2 separate regions of the Pan troglodytes genome follow, and region 1 is linked to region 2. A link is a contact called in public HiChIP or PLAC-seq data. All regions are on one chromosome and are shown on one strand. Each heading gives the region's core, a stretch centred on a gene start, on an enhancer-like site or on the middle of the called end of the contact. The rest is flanking DNA. Distances are from core to core; before and after follow the strand shown.

What was found. HiChIP or PLAC-seq counts read pairs in DNA pulled down with a chosen protein or histone mark.
Region 1: a contact with region 2 is called in an H3K4me3 HiChIP or PLAC-seq map of stem cell-derived excitatory neurons, with 2.3 times the contacts expected there. The contact joins the promoter of TEX9 here to the promoter of NEDD4 in region 2. A contact is called at or near these places in 1 of 7 Hi-C or Micro-C datasets (stem cell-derived neural progenitor cells) and 1 of 1 datasets of contacts at active chromatin or transcription factors (stem cell-derived excitatory neurons).

What each region holds. Positions count from the first base shown.
Region 1 is chr16:48,259,164-48,262,363 of NHGRI_mPanTro3-v2.0_pri, reverse strand. It overlaps TEX9 (testis expressed 9), which reads right to left and starts at 1,648. Exons shown (of 8, transcript XM_063795045.1): 1 at 1,367-1,648. It overlaps RFX7 (regulatory factor X7), which reads left to right and starts at 1,643. Exons shown (of 10, transcript XM_063794976.1): 1 at 1,643-1,713; 2 at 2,335-2,497. The coding sequence starts at 2,337.
Region 2 is chr16:48,011,936-48,015,537 of NHGRI_mPanTro3-v2.0_pri, reverse strand. NEDD4 (NEDD4 E3 ubiquitin protein ligase) reads left to right here and starts at 1,999. Exons shown (of 29, transcript XM_009429174.5): 1 at 1,999-2,225. The coding sequence starts at 2,181. LOC112205594 (a long non-coding RNA gene) reads right to left here and starts at 1,857. Exons shown (of 3, transcript XR_010151702.1): 1 at 1,693-1,857.

The sequences.
Region 1 (3,200 bases), core at 399-2,898, 250 kb before region 2:
GGAAAGTGCTAGTCTGGCACACAAAGTGTTCAACAAACATTAGCTATTTTTATCCTTCAAAGCTTCTGTCTAGTGCACACCATGTCTATCAATTTGGTCCAGAAAAATACTGTCTTTACACACCCACATGAAGATATGTATGCAAAATGAATGTCGTAAACCACCTATAGTTTCCTAAAGTGGCTAAGCTAATAGAGACCTTAGAGTATGGAAAAGGGGGCTCATTTGTTTGATGCAACTCGTGCAATGGGTAGTTGGAGCACAGCGTAATCCAAGAGGCCCCGGGGGGGGGGGGGCTTATTTTGCACACAGGTGTTCTTCCTCCCTGCACCCCCACCCTCAACCCTCACCTCGTGCAAGCATTCAGTGTGAGTCTGGGCCTTAAGTCTGTGGGCCAGGACAGAGGGCACAGTGGACAAAAGCAAGAGGGTTTCAGGCCAAGGCAGGGAACTGAGAACTCAAAGGCCAGGCAACCCAAGCCAATCAGATTCACCATCCACTAGGAGTCTAAAAGGTGGCAGAGCCCCACAGCCCAAAGTCCACACACAGCAGGAAAGTGGCCAGAGGATCTAACAGGTAGAAACCTGATAGACACTCTATCAGAAAAGTTAAAGCTGAAGGGCTCATAACACCCACGGGCCCAAAGAAAGGTCAGTGTGAGCTGAACAGCTGTTCCATTTGGTGCCAGAGGCCTTGGCTGTTGTATTCTACATCCACGCAGCCTCCCTGATCAGCCCCACCTAGAAAAGCCAATTCTTCTGCTCTTAAAGGAGACTGACTTATTTGTGGCAAAGCTATCATTTAGGTATGAATGGGAAGGGGGGGAATGGTGCGGAGTCTGCGGGGGGAGGGCGGGTGTTCAACGGGCTCCAAAGGAAGGAGCTCGTGGCTGACGCCTGAGCCTCCATGTTGTGAGTACTACATGCGTTTCTTTCAGAGGCAGGCAGGGGCCTTGGCTGCAGGGACCCTGACAAGCCGCGACTTGAGCTATGCTTTAGAGCCTGGGTGGAATTGGGAGCGGTATAAAGGAGGGAGGGCATTCCTGGAAAGGGGGTGGGGTGGGGTGGGGAGGTGGAGGGGAACAGCATGAGCAAAGGCACGAAGGAAGAATGAATCTGCTGCGCGTTGAGGATGGCATGGAGACTTCCCTGATTGGAGCCGGGAGTTCTTGCAGGGGGATGGAGGCCGCTATGATTGGATAGTTAAAGTGGGGCCAGATTTGGAGGGCTTTGAATGCCCGACCGAGGAGCACTCAACCCAGCTCCTGACTCGCGATTTCCGTTCAAGACTTAATTACCTAAAGGGTGGTTAATTCCAACGGGTGTTCTTCTTTGGGGGCTTCTGAAAAGTCAGTTTATCGTCTTACCTGCTTCAGTTCTCTTCATTTACTCAGGGAGGAAGTAATCCTCACATGCATGTGCAGGGGAGGGGGGATAATGTTGATTTCTCTTTACTTGCTTTGAAGATGCCTCCCCCGCCCAAATCCCATTTCCACGCCAAATATTATTAAATTTGGTTTCTCCTCCTCACGCAAGTTCTCTTTCTCTCGCCAGCACCTCCCCCACGTTTTCCTGCTCTCCACCAGCCGGGCCGGACTCCTCCCGGCCCCCAGCGGCGCGCTTCCCCGGCCCGCTGGCCCGCGCCGTGCGCCCCCCTCCCGGCCCGTCGCGCCCGCGGCCCGCACACCCTGGTCCACGCCCCCCCGGCGGAGCGGTAGGTGTTGTGCGGTCTGCGCCGGGCCGCAGTGCGGCTGCGCGCACTGGGCTGCCTCCGGGGCTGGCAGGGCAGCGGCGGCCGCGGCGGCGGCGGGGCCGGGAGCGAGCGGCGGCGGCAACGTGGGGAGTGGCGTGGAGCGGTGCCTGGGGCTGCAGCAGCACGGGGACCCCGGAGTAGAAAGCCCCGGGGACAAGGAAGGAAGGCCTGGCCGCCAAATCCCTGAGCAACCGTTCTTCTTGGATTTTGGGGGGAGCCTGCCCCCCCCACTTCGTCTTCAAACGCCCCCATCTCACCCCCCCACAGCCCCGGCCGCTGACGGGAGGAGGCGGCGGCGGCAGCGGGGGGCTGAGGGGCGCCGCCATGCCTCTCCCGCGGTGAAGCACCCCGGCCGTGAGGAGCCGCTGGTCTCCCCGGTGATGTTCCCCAGGCGGCAGGCGAAAGCGACTCACTCGAGCCCTGGGGTAAAGGCCTAGCTTATCCAGCTTCCTTCCTCCTCCTCCTCCTCTTCCCCTCCCCCTCCCCCTCCTCCTCTCCCCCCTTCGTCCTCCCCTCCCGGTCTCTTCCCTCACCCTTCCCCGCGCCCCCATCTTTCCCTCCCTCCCTCCCACCCCTCTGCAGCGATGGCAGAGGAACAACAACAGCCGCCACCACAGCAGCCTGATGCCCATCAGCAGCTTCCCCCCAGCGCCCCCAACTCGGGGGTGGCCCTGCCAGCCCTTGTGCCCGGGCTGCCAGGGACAGAGGCCAGCGCGCTGCAACACAAGATCAAGAACTCCATCTGGTAAGAGGATCCTCCATCGCTCGCGTGAAAAAGCCCAGGCACATTTCTGCTGCAAAGTGGGTGGGGGGCGGCGGGCGGGGGGAGCGGAGGAGGAGGCTGATGCATTCATTGAATGTGGCTTTCCCCAGTCGGGTGCACATTTGTAGGACCTCTGGAGGTGTGCGGACTTTGCATCAATCAGCCCCTGTCTTCTTAGCTAAAAAATGCTTTTACCCCTTCCTCAATTGTGAGTGCAGATAAACAAGTTTTTTGGTTTTATTTTTTCACTCATTGTAACAGAAATATGGGTCGAAATTAAGTCATATTGCATGATGGTGGCATGAATTTGGAACTGGAGAATGTGAAATGTGTTTACTCCTTTTTGCAGCCATAGAAGGAGGAAGAAGTGTATTGTGAATTTTCACCAGATACTGTGCGTAAGAATATTAATATGCAGCACAAAACCTAATGTGTCTCTTCCTTTCAGTTGGGTTAGCTGCTATTTCTGAATGTTTTTGCCTCCCTTATCCTAATATTAAATTTCTTTTTCAGGGAGTTTATTCTTTGCATTGATTGTGAAGAAAGTGCTTTTTTAGTATAAAATATTTTAAGATGGTAGTTTACAACAAACTGGTTTTTTTTTCAATTAAAATATAGGGAATCAAATGTCTTGCCATTTGTATGTCTTTTTAAAAGAAACCATTGATGGAATATCTTTCGCTAT
Region 2 (3,602 bases), core at 750-3,249:
TAATTTCAGGTGCCCCTCCTAGCTGTTGACCGGGATACAATAATTACTCTAGTTCATCTTGTATTGGTAGCTGTTTAATTCTTCATGATTTCATATTCGGAAAGACAGAATAAGAAATCATGAGTCAAATCAGTGGTCTTTAGAAGTATCATCACTAATACCTATTGGGTACATCAAATGGCCAATTTGCTTTACTTTATAATCCCTTGGGGATTTACTGATTTTTTTTTTTTTAATTACCAGTTTTAGGCTGTGTATACTTCTCATATATTCATTAAATTTTAGTAGCAGTAACGGAAGCTGTTCTTACACGTTTGTAATTGTGCCCTGAAATGACACTGAATTAACTTAAATTCAAATGACTTAACTAACTTAAAATTAAACATAAAAATGTGTATCATGAGAGATGAGGGAAATATTCGCAAAATAGAAGGGCACACAATATTTTCAGATTATTTTATTCTTAACCCACAAATCCCACAGATATGTGACAACTTAAAAAACAAATTAATGCTCTCATGGCTTTTTCGATTTAGGTAAGCCAACAATTCCTGACCATTCTGTAATTTTGTAGTCATGTTTGATTAAGTGCCATCTCTTTCCCCCTAATACGGATAAAATCTGAATTGTGTATTAACAGAATTTTGATACATATTATATGAATGAAATGGATCCTACCAATCATAAAGTACGACAATTGAGGTGGAGTCTTGTTCTGTCGCCCAGGCTGGAGTGCAACGGCGCAATCTTGGCTCACTGTAACCTCCTCCTCCCAAGCTCAAGCGATTCCCTTGCCTCAGCCACCCAAGCAGCTGGGACTCCAGGCGCCCGCCACCACGCCCAGCTAATTTTTGTGTTTTTAGTAGAGACAGGGTTTTACTATGTTGGCCAGGTTGGGCTCGAACTCCTGACCTAAGGTGATTCACCGCCTTAGGTTTCCCAAAGTGCTGGGATTACAGGCGTGAGCCACCGCGCCCGGCCAAGTACGAGAAAAATCTTATGTAACAAACCAGTAATAGGGGCTATAGCCTTGTTCCCACGTAGCATCTTAAACTGTTAAAAATAAATCAGAGTTATTCTGAAATCATTGAGGAAAATAAAAATTAGATTTTGAGATTGCAGAATTGTGCAAATTTCTGCAAATGTATAAAAACAACATGATATAAATTGTGGCCTGGGTGTTCATAATTCTCCCCAGACTCTTATGGATGCCTTATTTGGTGGAGGTCTTCCTGTAATTATGGAATTGTAAAGCCCATCAGACAGGAATATTAAAAAGCATGATTATTCCATAACCTTATTCCACAGGAGGAGTTATTCTACAGGAGGTCCTAGTTCACTTTATTTTTCCCTCTTCGTCACTGCCTTCTGGTGGTGCTGCGGATCAACGCCCAGCTAAAGCAGGTTTAGAGGGTCAGCCTGGAGATTGGATTGTTACTGGTGGGATTTAAAGATGAACAGACCATAGGACAGCAAATAGCTTAGGAACTGGCACTGTTTACAAATCCTAGGGAGAGAATTTCAGATCCCGAGTCCAAGACTGCTGCGATCCCTCCAGGCCTCCCCATTTGCTGCCACGCTCAGGCTTTCCCTGGCGGTCCCCAGGTCCAGCTTCTTATTGGAATGACACCCTTAACCGACAAGAAAGCGCTATGATTTTCAGTTTGGGATTTAAGCGGCGATTAAGCTCACGGATTCCCAGGCGTCTAGTCAGAGGCCGAACTCTGGGTCGGATCTCAGCGAGACTTGTTGCTGAGGAACACTGCAGCTTGGCTTCCCGGCGCTTCCCGGCGCTCCCTGGCTCCCCGGCGGGCCCGTCAACCACCTACCTCCCGGGGAAGGGACCGAGGGCGCGCCCCGCCACGCGCGCTCCCCACGCCATGGTCCCCGCCGCGCGCGCTCCTCCCACCCGAGCCCCGCCGCGCGCCCTCCCCACTCCCCGAGCACCGCCACGCGCGCCCCCGCCCAGCCCCAGGAGCGCGCGCCGCCGGGCTTTTCCCGCCGCGCTGCCGGGTGCCGCTAGTGCCCGCTCGCCGGGGGAGGCGCTGCTGTCGCTGAGGGAGCGCCTCCTCCTCTTCCTCCAACTCTTCCCCGCCTCCTCCCGCTTCTCCTCCTCCTCCTCCACAGTTGCCTGCCCTGGGCGGGGGCGAGCGCGTCCGGTTTGCTGGAAGCGTTCGGAAATGGCAACTTGCGCGGTGGAGGTGTTCGGGCTCCTGGAGGACGAGGTGCGGGGACCGCGGGGCTGCGGGGCGGGCTTCCCTTCGGGTTATTCAGCAGCCGGACCCGGGGAGGTAGCGGCGGCGGCCACGACCGGAGGCTCTGCTGTCAGCCCCTCCTCCCTCGGCGCGAGCCCGGGGAGCGCGCGAGGCGCCGCGGGGACTGTGGGGGCGGCTCGGCGCGCTTGCGCTGGGGGCTCGCTGGAGGGAGCAAGCTTGTCGGGTCCACACCCGCCCCTTCCCGGAGCGGCCGCCGCCTTACTTGTCAGTTTCCTTCAGGAAGTGTTGAGGAGGGGGCTAGGGGGCCGGCGGGGGACCCACATCACCGCGCCAGCCCCTTCCTGCCACCCCCGCCGGGTGTGCGGAGCTCCCAGGCGTTGGGAGACGGTCGCAGCATCCCCGCTGTTGATTTGCTTGCTCTGGCGGAGGCCGGGCCGACTTAACTTTACGGACTTCGGTCTGGAGAGTTCCAAGTGAATTGTCATTCGCTGGTTTGTTTTTTTCTTTATCTGAAATCCTTTTTAATCCCCTAACTAGAGACAGGGATGGGAGAGCAGGAACATAAGTTTTCCTCCTCCTCTCTAGCAACAAGTGTCTAGTGTGAGAAGTTCATGCTTTATTTCACCGGTCGTCGTTGATGTTAAAAAGTGAAGCCAAAAAAGTATAAATACTTTATAAAGTTACCACATCTGTTCCATTTGAAAACTAGATTAAGCTCTGGGATTTGAAGAAGGCAAAGCTGTTTCTTTCCAGCTAAATAACTAATGCTGATTATGCCTATGCTTATTAAAAATATTGTACGACCATTTGGAAAGGTTGTTCCGTCGTAAATGATATGTGGCTTCTGTGTGTTCTTGGAGATTGTCTCAAAAATGCAAATGGGTGGGAGATGAAAAGGCTGCATGTAGTCTAATAGTGACTGGTTCCGAGTGAAAAAAATCAAATTTTTTGCCTTCTTGTTGGCTGACTAAGCTGCCACATGTACCTTTTATCAAGATGAGACCCAGTTAACTGAAAATCCATCAACCTAATTTATACTGCTTGCTTAAGTATTGTAATATTTAAGTTGTATAGTTCCTTCTCTTAGTACCTTGGTGTCGTCAAACATTTTACACGTCTCTTGAGAGTTCTTTGTTTATAAAGGGTGGGCAATTTGTTAATGCAGTTAAGTTATTTCAGGATATTTTGAGAATGCTTACGTGATGCGATTAGAATTTAATTTCCTAGTTATTGCTGCCAGAAGAGAAACAAAGTGATGATGGACAAATGGTGGCGGCTCATAGTCCCTCAGAAACAATAGTCAATGTGTTACAGCTAAAGATATCATTCTAGCTAATGGCACCTTTATTCTGTAGACGAGATCAGAAGATAATACAGCACTTCACC